Linked DNA regions of Mus musculus: region 2 is linked to region 1. The links are chromatin contacts, called in public Hi-C maps. All regions are on one chromosome and are shown on one strand. The core of a region is the stretch at or near the end of the contact, and the rest is flanking DNA. Distances in the headings are between cores, read along the strand shown.

What was found. Hi-C and Micro-C count contacts between places; a contact is called where the count stands out from the background.
Region 2: a contact with region 1 is called in a Hi-C map of liver, with 2.1 times the contacts expected there. The contact joins two enhancer-like sites. A contact is called at or near these places in 2 of 484 Hi-C or Micro-C datasets (both in liver), 1 of 115 datasets of contacts at active chromatin or transcription factors (embryonic stem cells) and 1 of 9 other capture datasets (embryonic stem cells).

Annotation. Positions count from the first base shown.
Region 1 is chr14:11,757,108-11,760,966 of GRCm38.p6, forward strand. All of the region lies in intron 2 of Ptprg (protein tyrosine phosphatase, receptor type, G), which reads left to right. Among named protein-coding and RNA genes, the nearest start is that of Gm52128, 190 kb to the left of the region's middle. Within about 2 kb of position 2,079, at least 4 of the 459 cell types and tissues checked have an H3K27ac peak or open chromatin away from gene starts, as enhancers often do. A contact at or near this core is called in liver, where this site is marked.
Region 2 is chr14:12,102,486-12,106,344 of GRCm38.p6, forward strand. The region is part of intron 6 of Ptprg (protein tyrosine phosphatase, receptor type, G); the gene reads left to right. Among named protein-coding and RNA genes, the nearest start is that of 3830406C13Rik, 180 kb to the right of the region's middle. Within about 2 kb of position 2,011, at least 15 of the 459 cell types and tissues checked have an H3K27ac peak or open chromatin away from gene starts, as enhancers often do. A contact at or near this core is called in liver, where this site is marked.

The DNA.
Region 1 (3,859 bases), core at 829-3,328:
TTGCAGAGGTTTGGCTTGAAGAGTGAGGTGGGAAATGTTTCTGACAGCGTGAGCCAGATGGTATTTGTTGCTTTCATTCTGCTCTGCCTTGCAAAGGCAGCCAGATATACATTTAAACACTTCTTCTTGACTGCGTTTTCATAAGGCTGTATGGACAAATACAGAGGAGTGTTGCACTTGAACCCAGGTCCCGAGTTTGCTCACATCTTCTTTAGGTGGAGGCTCTTCTCTCTAACATTCTCTCTCATCTGGCCTAGCATGTGCTCACTTTGGGACTCACCACTGCCATTCGTTGTAATTTTACGTACACCTAGTGGTTTGGGACTGCTTTTCTCTACTGCATCCATAGTGTGTTTATGATGAATTATTTCTTGAGTGAGTGATATATAACGCATAGATGATTAAGATGCCCTCCCTGTTCTCATATAACCTCCTCTTGGCTGGGTAGACATGTATGAGCAAGCACACAGACTGTAATTGCTGCAGTTGTTAAACATACACTGTTGCTGGACACTGAAGACGGTGCCTGTATTTTAAATGTGCAGAGGTCAGGAATTATAAATGTTAGATTTTGGTAATAGGCATTTGCTTGCAGATAACAGTGACTTTGGATGCCCCATCTCAAATGATGTGGTTGTTAGTTGATTAGCTTATCACAGGTCAGGTGAAATAAAAATAATGCTCGACACCTAGTCTACTAATCTGGGGAAATACAGGCAGCATGGCTATGAGTCTTCTGTTCTGTGTTTAATATGTGTTTGATGGATGGTGTCTGCCTTAGTGTACAGAACTAATATTTCCTACCTGTACTCATTGAGGGTGACTGTGTGACCCTCTAGCCCTGTTTGACATGGAAAATAGAGAAGACCACTGAGGGCAGCTGCAGCCCATACCTAAACCGTGGGAACCCTGAGATGGTTCTTCTGTTAAGAAAGTCCTTGTCTCCTGTTATCGTGGGGCATGCTGTTGGGTGATGAGCCCGTAAGTTATCCTCTCCGCCAACAGATGGTTCATCCCAGAGCCATCATGTCTTCAAACTACCCGCTCCCTATTGATCACAGACTTGGATAAAAGGCATTTTATACTAGTCATTAGGATGAGAATCAAGCTCAATGATGAAACTCGGTGTGCTGTTTTACCAAGACCCTCCATATCAAATTTTCTAGAGGTTGTAGAGTTAGATAAGAGCCAGGAGAACAAAGTTATACTGGTGCTTTAGGGACCTTCATGGATAACGTGACCTCTCTGTGAGTTCCTCTTTTGCCTGAGTTCATCTGTAATGTGGTGAGGGCCCGCCTGGTTGCCCAGTCACACAATGACGAACCAGAGCAGAGGCTTTGTGTGCTAAAACCTGTCTCAGAGTCTCTCTCATCTCTGAATCTCTTTGGCTTCTGGATTTTCTTCTCTCTCTAAAATTCAGTCATTCGCATCATGGTTTAATTATTTTATGTAGCAACGTATGTCTGAGTAAGCTGTTTGTCTCTGCCATGTGGCTGTGATTGACTTGTTGATAACTGTCTGAGTGTCAATTAGATGAAGTATGTGCAAAATCTGATTTTTTTTGATCTGTTGCATATTTGCAAGGAAATTCTTGGTTATAATGAATTACAAATCAACATCTCTTTTATTCTCCCTCATACTCTGTCAAGATAAGACATTGGCTATCCATTTCAAATAACAACTGTCTAATCAATAATTGTGATATTGCTAAATTATTAATGAAACAGGAGTGAAGTATGTTGTAATTTTTTATTTGACTTGGCATCTTCTTATATTTCTCTGTAATTGATCCTGAGCTGTTAGATCTCGATCTGTGAGGATAGTTTGGAGAAGGCAGAAGCCATAATTTCTCAGTGGGCAGGAAAAACAAAGACAACATTTGCCTGGGGTATTTAGAATATGTTGTAGCCTAGATTTGTAATTCAGGCTTGCTCCCACAGAGACTGGGAAATTATTTCCTCATGCAGAGATGAACTCCTAGACATCTGTTATTCGAGCCTTTGATTTAGTGTCACCAAGTGACTTTGGGGACAAAGATGATCTTATTCCTGAGATTACCTGTTTGAGCCCAAGGTTGGCGGTAACAGGTCCAGGCTTGCTACACATGTAATAACGTCATGTGTCATGTTTGTAATACTTACTGACTGTCCTGGAAACTATACCGTCAGTGTTAATTGGGGATTGTTTGAGGTTCACGGTTGCTTTCAGAGGCTTATTTATTCATCAGTTTATTTGACTCTCATCTCAATTTTGGTTTTGTTAATGTTTTACCATCCTTTGAGGGAAGTGGAAGGCAGAGAAGCACCTAGTCATGTATATTTGTTTATAGTGAGTGGAGCTGAGTTCTAGATATCCTGTGGTTCCTCAGTGCTCAGAACTCAAGTCCTATTGCATAGGGTTTTCTGATGTCAGACCATTGAATCTGGGCAGGCAGGGAGCCAAGAGGATCTTGTGTTTTTACAGCTGGTAGAGGGTCACCAAAGTGTGGGCTCTTGTGAATGTCTGGACACTGAGCCTCCAGCTTTATTCTGTCTTGAGCCTTCCTACAATGTCTTCCTATTGATCTCGGAATTCAGAATTTTGGGATTGAAATTTCAGGAAGGGTTGAGAAGCTGATAAAGTGGGCACAACATGATTTTTGGTTTATTGCTTTGGTTTTTTGAAATAGTGGTTTGCCATGGGCCAAGGCTCATCTGTAACTCCAGGTCCTTCTGCCTCCACTTCTTCAGTTCTGAGAAAGCAGCTGTGTGCCAGCATACCAAGCTGGCATCATTGTTTGTTTGTTTGTTTGTTTGATTGATTGATTGATTGATAGTGTGCTCTGTGTGTGTGTTGGTAGGCCAGAGGTCAGGGTTGGGTTTTAAATTTTTCTCCTTTTTTTGTAGTTTTATTATTTTTTAAAAACTATTTTATTCATATGAGTGTTTAGCCATGTATGTGTGCATAGCACTTGAGTGCCTAATACCCGCCTCGGCCAGAAGAGGTATCAGGTTTCCTATAACTAGGGTTCCAGATGGTTGTGAGCTGCCATGTTTTGAGCTGGGAGTTGAACCTAGGTCCTTGGGAATAGAGGCTAGTGCTCTTAAATACTGAGGTATTTCCCCAGTTCTGTTTGTCTTTTTACTTTAATTTGATACAAGGTTTAACCGTGTAGCCCCTAGTAGTTACAGAGTAATAGAGATTCACCTGTCTCTCCCTTTTTAGTACTAGAATTAAGAGCAAGTTCCTGGGAGAGACAGGAGTCTAAAATTCACTGATTGGCTAGGTTGACTGGCCATTGAACTTCAGGGATCTGCTTGTGGGGCCCTCCCAGCACAGCATTATAGGTGCATGCCCCGTATACTGCCTTAAAAAAGATGAATGCTAAAAATCTTTCATGATTGCAGAGTGAGTATTTTACTGATGAGGTCATCTATCTCTCCAGTTCACTAGTGATAACAAACAAACAAAACCATAAGGCAAACTCAGAACAAAACGGGTAAGCTACTCTTACCAGCATCAAGCCTTCCTTTATGGATGACTGGTGTCTTCAATGCATCTTCCTGGATGTGGTCCACAGATGTCTGCATAGCCACCCCTCACTCCTTTCCTCTCAGCGCAAAGGACTGCGATCCCAAGTTTGGCTAGGATGTGGCAAAGCAGCCGAGAACATCATCTGTTCTGCTTCTCCCTGCCATACATAAACAAACATCTTTTTGATTCTTCAGCTAATCTGATATTTTTCCCAGGCATGTTACAGTTATTTCTACCAGATACTGTGTTGGAATAAGCTGATTGTACTGGGGAGGAGGTGACAGGCTCAGGGCGGGTAATGTCGCAAATCTGGAGTGTCTCGTCTATGCTGCAGGTTCATTTTTGT
Region 2 (3,859 bases), core at 761-3,260, 350 kb after region 1:
TCCTTTTTCCAAACAAACCTCCCCTAACTGATTATTCATATTGTCGTTCAAAATGCTTAAAAAATGAAAGACAGAGTTTGGTGAAATGTAGACTACTTAATACAGTGTGTATTTAATATAAAAGTCATGCATTATTCATTTCTGCAATTTGAATAACTTTGAATTTGGCATCCCTGTTCCTCATCTTTTTCTTTGATGAACAATTAATTATTAAAATATAATATTGTCTGCATACAGCACCCGGGATCCTAGTGAGTGGGGCAGGAGGCTCGTCCCCTCTCGGTCCTTTCACCTAGTATTGCCCAGCAGCTGCTTGTTGTGGCAATGCAGTGCATGGAGGGAGAAATACAGTGTTCCCTGTGTGCTGCTTAACTGGTTGCTGGCTGAAACAGAAGTGCTTCGGACTTAAGTTACTCATTAGGCTAGACGTTGGGGGAAGGATGCACTTTTGAGATCGGTGTGGAACAACACAGTCTCAAGAAACTTGTCACAAGACAGACTAGTTTTATTGAACAGTACTTCTGGGCACTCTCAATGACAAGCACTTTCAGTGCCGAGTAACTAGTTAATAATAAACAGTATTAACTAGTTACTAGTTAATAATAAACAGTATTAACTAGTTACTGCTCAGACGCCAACATCAGGCACTCTTACTATTGTGTCTCAGAGAAGCATGGTAACTTGCCTGGAGAAGCTGAGTTGTAATTCTAGCCTACATGGCTTGGCTGTGGCAAAGCTCCCTTCCTTCTAATATCTCCATTACTAAGACCTTCATGAAGAGCTACATCGTGAGCTGGGTCACACCTTCTTTCATCTTCCCCATGCCTGTCTCACGAGTGGGTTCTGTCAATTCAGTACCTGTGGCTGAAGCAGATGCTGTGGCTGAAGCAGATGCTGTGGCTGAAGCAGATGCTGTGGCTGAAGCAGATGCTGTGGCTGAAGCAGATGCTGTGGCTGAAGCAGATGCTGTGGCTGAAGCAGATGCTGTGGCTGAAGCAGATGGGACAGTATCGAAAGTTCTGCTAACTTAGGCATTGAGCAGAAAACTATGTTCAAGACTATCCTGTATTACACAGCAAAACCCTGTCTCAAAAAAAAAAATAATGCTAGTATGTATTGTTAACACATATCATGTCTTCCTGACCCTCTCGCAAGTCTGCCTATGACTTAGAATGAAATTTGTGTCACATTGTATGGGAGCCCCTTATGGAACTTAGGTTAAGGTAGAGGTCGGCAAATTTTGGACAGAAGGCCCTGTCCTTTCCACTGCCAATTTTGGCACAGCTTCTGAGTTTTTATACGGCCTCTCGGATTATACAAAATGTTATTCTGAATATGGGATCCTTCCTTCTCATTAATGCAGACATATTTTGAAGGGTGTATGCAGTTATTATTAAATTTAAAATGTCCTTAATAGGATTGTGGATGGTGATTCTGTTACGTGAGTTTGAACATGATATCTTTGATGTTATCTATTGCCCTGCAAAACCTAAAATATTTACTCTCTGGTGATAGGTAAATATTTAGGTAAATATTCTAGCTTTATAGAGAATACTTGCTATCCCTGCTTAAAAACACAGCAAAAGCCAGCCTAGGAATCTTCTGTGCTTGCCCTCGGCCAGGGGCTGCTGTGAAATGAAGGTTTACAGTGGCTCAGACACTGGGTTTAGTCCCTTGTTCCAAGTCACTTTTAGTAGTCATAGCAACTCTAAAGGATATAAGATCTCATGATGACCATTTTACAGATTATAGACACAGCCCAGAGATGATAAGGCTTTTGCCTACAGTTGCACAGCTTTTCAATATCATTTCATTCCAAAGCCCAGGTTAGAGCCTTGGCACAGACAGCATGTGCCCTGAAGGCACTAGTATTCAAGTTGAAAAAGGAAAAGCGAGGTGTAGGTCCTGAATTTCATTTCCAAATACTAGGGAGAGATTGCACTTGAGTCTCTGCTTGCCTCAAGCTTTTGACCCCAGAAATGTTATGCAATATTAACAGACTAGACTAAGTCAGAGGTTCTGAGAGTGACCTTTGGTCTCTATGTCAGCTCTGGACATAATGGCTATGGTTTGTGGTGTTAGAGTTGCTGAAAGAAATGGTGTTCTCACTCGTGAAGCTCCTACCTAGGGCAGTCTCAAGCCTTCTAGGTTGGTAGAGAGGTGGTGACAGAGAAATGGAATCCAGCCCCTAACTATGTCGGCCAACTCTGTCCCAGAACTGTTCACACATCCTAGATTTTCGAGGTCAGCCCCGTCACAGCAAGGCTCACACTTGGAGCTCTCATGAGACCGTACTGGAACTCACGGACGCTTGGATCTTGCTCCAGCTGAACCAGCGTTCTCTTTCACTAGGGTGTCACTGCACCCTGTTTGTAGGCCAGGGTGCTGCTTCATCTTTTCATGTTTGTTAGAGCAATCACCTCTTCCTGGAGTCTGGGACAATATCAGCTGTCAGGGATTGATTATCTTGTTTCTCCCAGAGGTTATACACACAGCCTGCTCACCTATAACCCTGACGTGGATCGTTCCCTTAGAGAAAAACTACAGGGTTTCTGATTTTCATTTTTGAGCCTCTGATCCCAGCACAGGCCACTTAGTGTGATGCCAACTTCATCTGCTGCCCAAGGGAGACAGGAAAGTGGCAGCTCTGTTGCCCGTGATGCCAAGCCCTGAACACACCCTCTGGGTGTTCCGGCTTTGTGTTGGCTGCTGTGTGGCCAGGAAAACACAGGGGCCGCAAGCAAAGGCCAAAGCACACTTTGATAGGTGTCCTGTGATTTGACTCCCTGGTAACTAGGTAAAATTAAAGCCCAGACTTGCCAGGGGGTGGAGAGGCAAGCCCTTTAGTTTCCACTTTCATTCAACTGGGATCAGTGGATGTGAGCTTTTGGTTGCAAAACCTATGATTTAAAGCTTTTGCATTTTTTCCTTTAAAAAATTAATCTAAAACTTCTAGGAGCCTGGGCTTTTGTTGTAGTTCCTCAGTAAGAGACCACTGTACTCTGTCTTCTTATAACCGTAAGAGTTGTAGTTAGCTTCTCTATGCCTTGATTTTTATATGGGCCAAGCATGTTAAAGTCACTTCTAGGTTGTGGAGAGAACTCTGTCAGGGAAGTAAGTGCTTGCTGTACAAGCATGAGGGACTGAAAATGATCCCCAAAACCCATGCTAAAAACAAAATATCGGGTGTGAGAGAATGTGTTTGTAATCAAAGTGCACAGGTGGCAAAGGCAGGCATCCATGCTGGGCTTTACTGACTAGCCAGTCTGTCTAACTGTGAGTTTCAGGCCAGGAAGAGTCCCTGTTTCATAAAACAAGATGAATGTTGCCTAATGAGTGACATCAAGACTGACATCAAGCCTCTACATGCAAACATTCACAGACATCCACAGAAACATAAACACACGTACACACACAAATATAAAAAAGGGCATACTTTGTTGAACTGTCTACTGCTAGGAAATTAGGATGACTTGTTTCTTAACTCCCTGGTTCGACATTCTAGACTCTGGGAATTGGGTCCATATAATGGACCTAACGTGATAGAGTTATTTTAAGGATCAAATCACTTAAAGTTGCAACAGGACCTCTGCATGTATTGAATGCTGTGAAAGTGTTTTGGTGTGTAAATAGGATATTGTGTAACATAAAATATAGCCCAGGATGTCTTTTTTAGAATCTCTTGTAGAAGATACTGTAGTTTTGTTGACTTTAGTACATTTACTTTCTACTGGGATTCTTGTAGTTTCTGCCAGGTACCTAGACTTCTGATATATGGAAGTTATGCTGTGTCTACACTGAATATTCTGTGTGAGTAGTGTAAGACGGTCAAACTGTGGGAAGAATGTGGCTCCAGGCA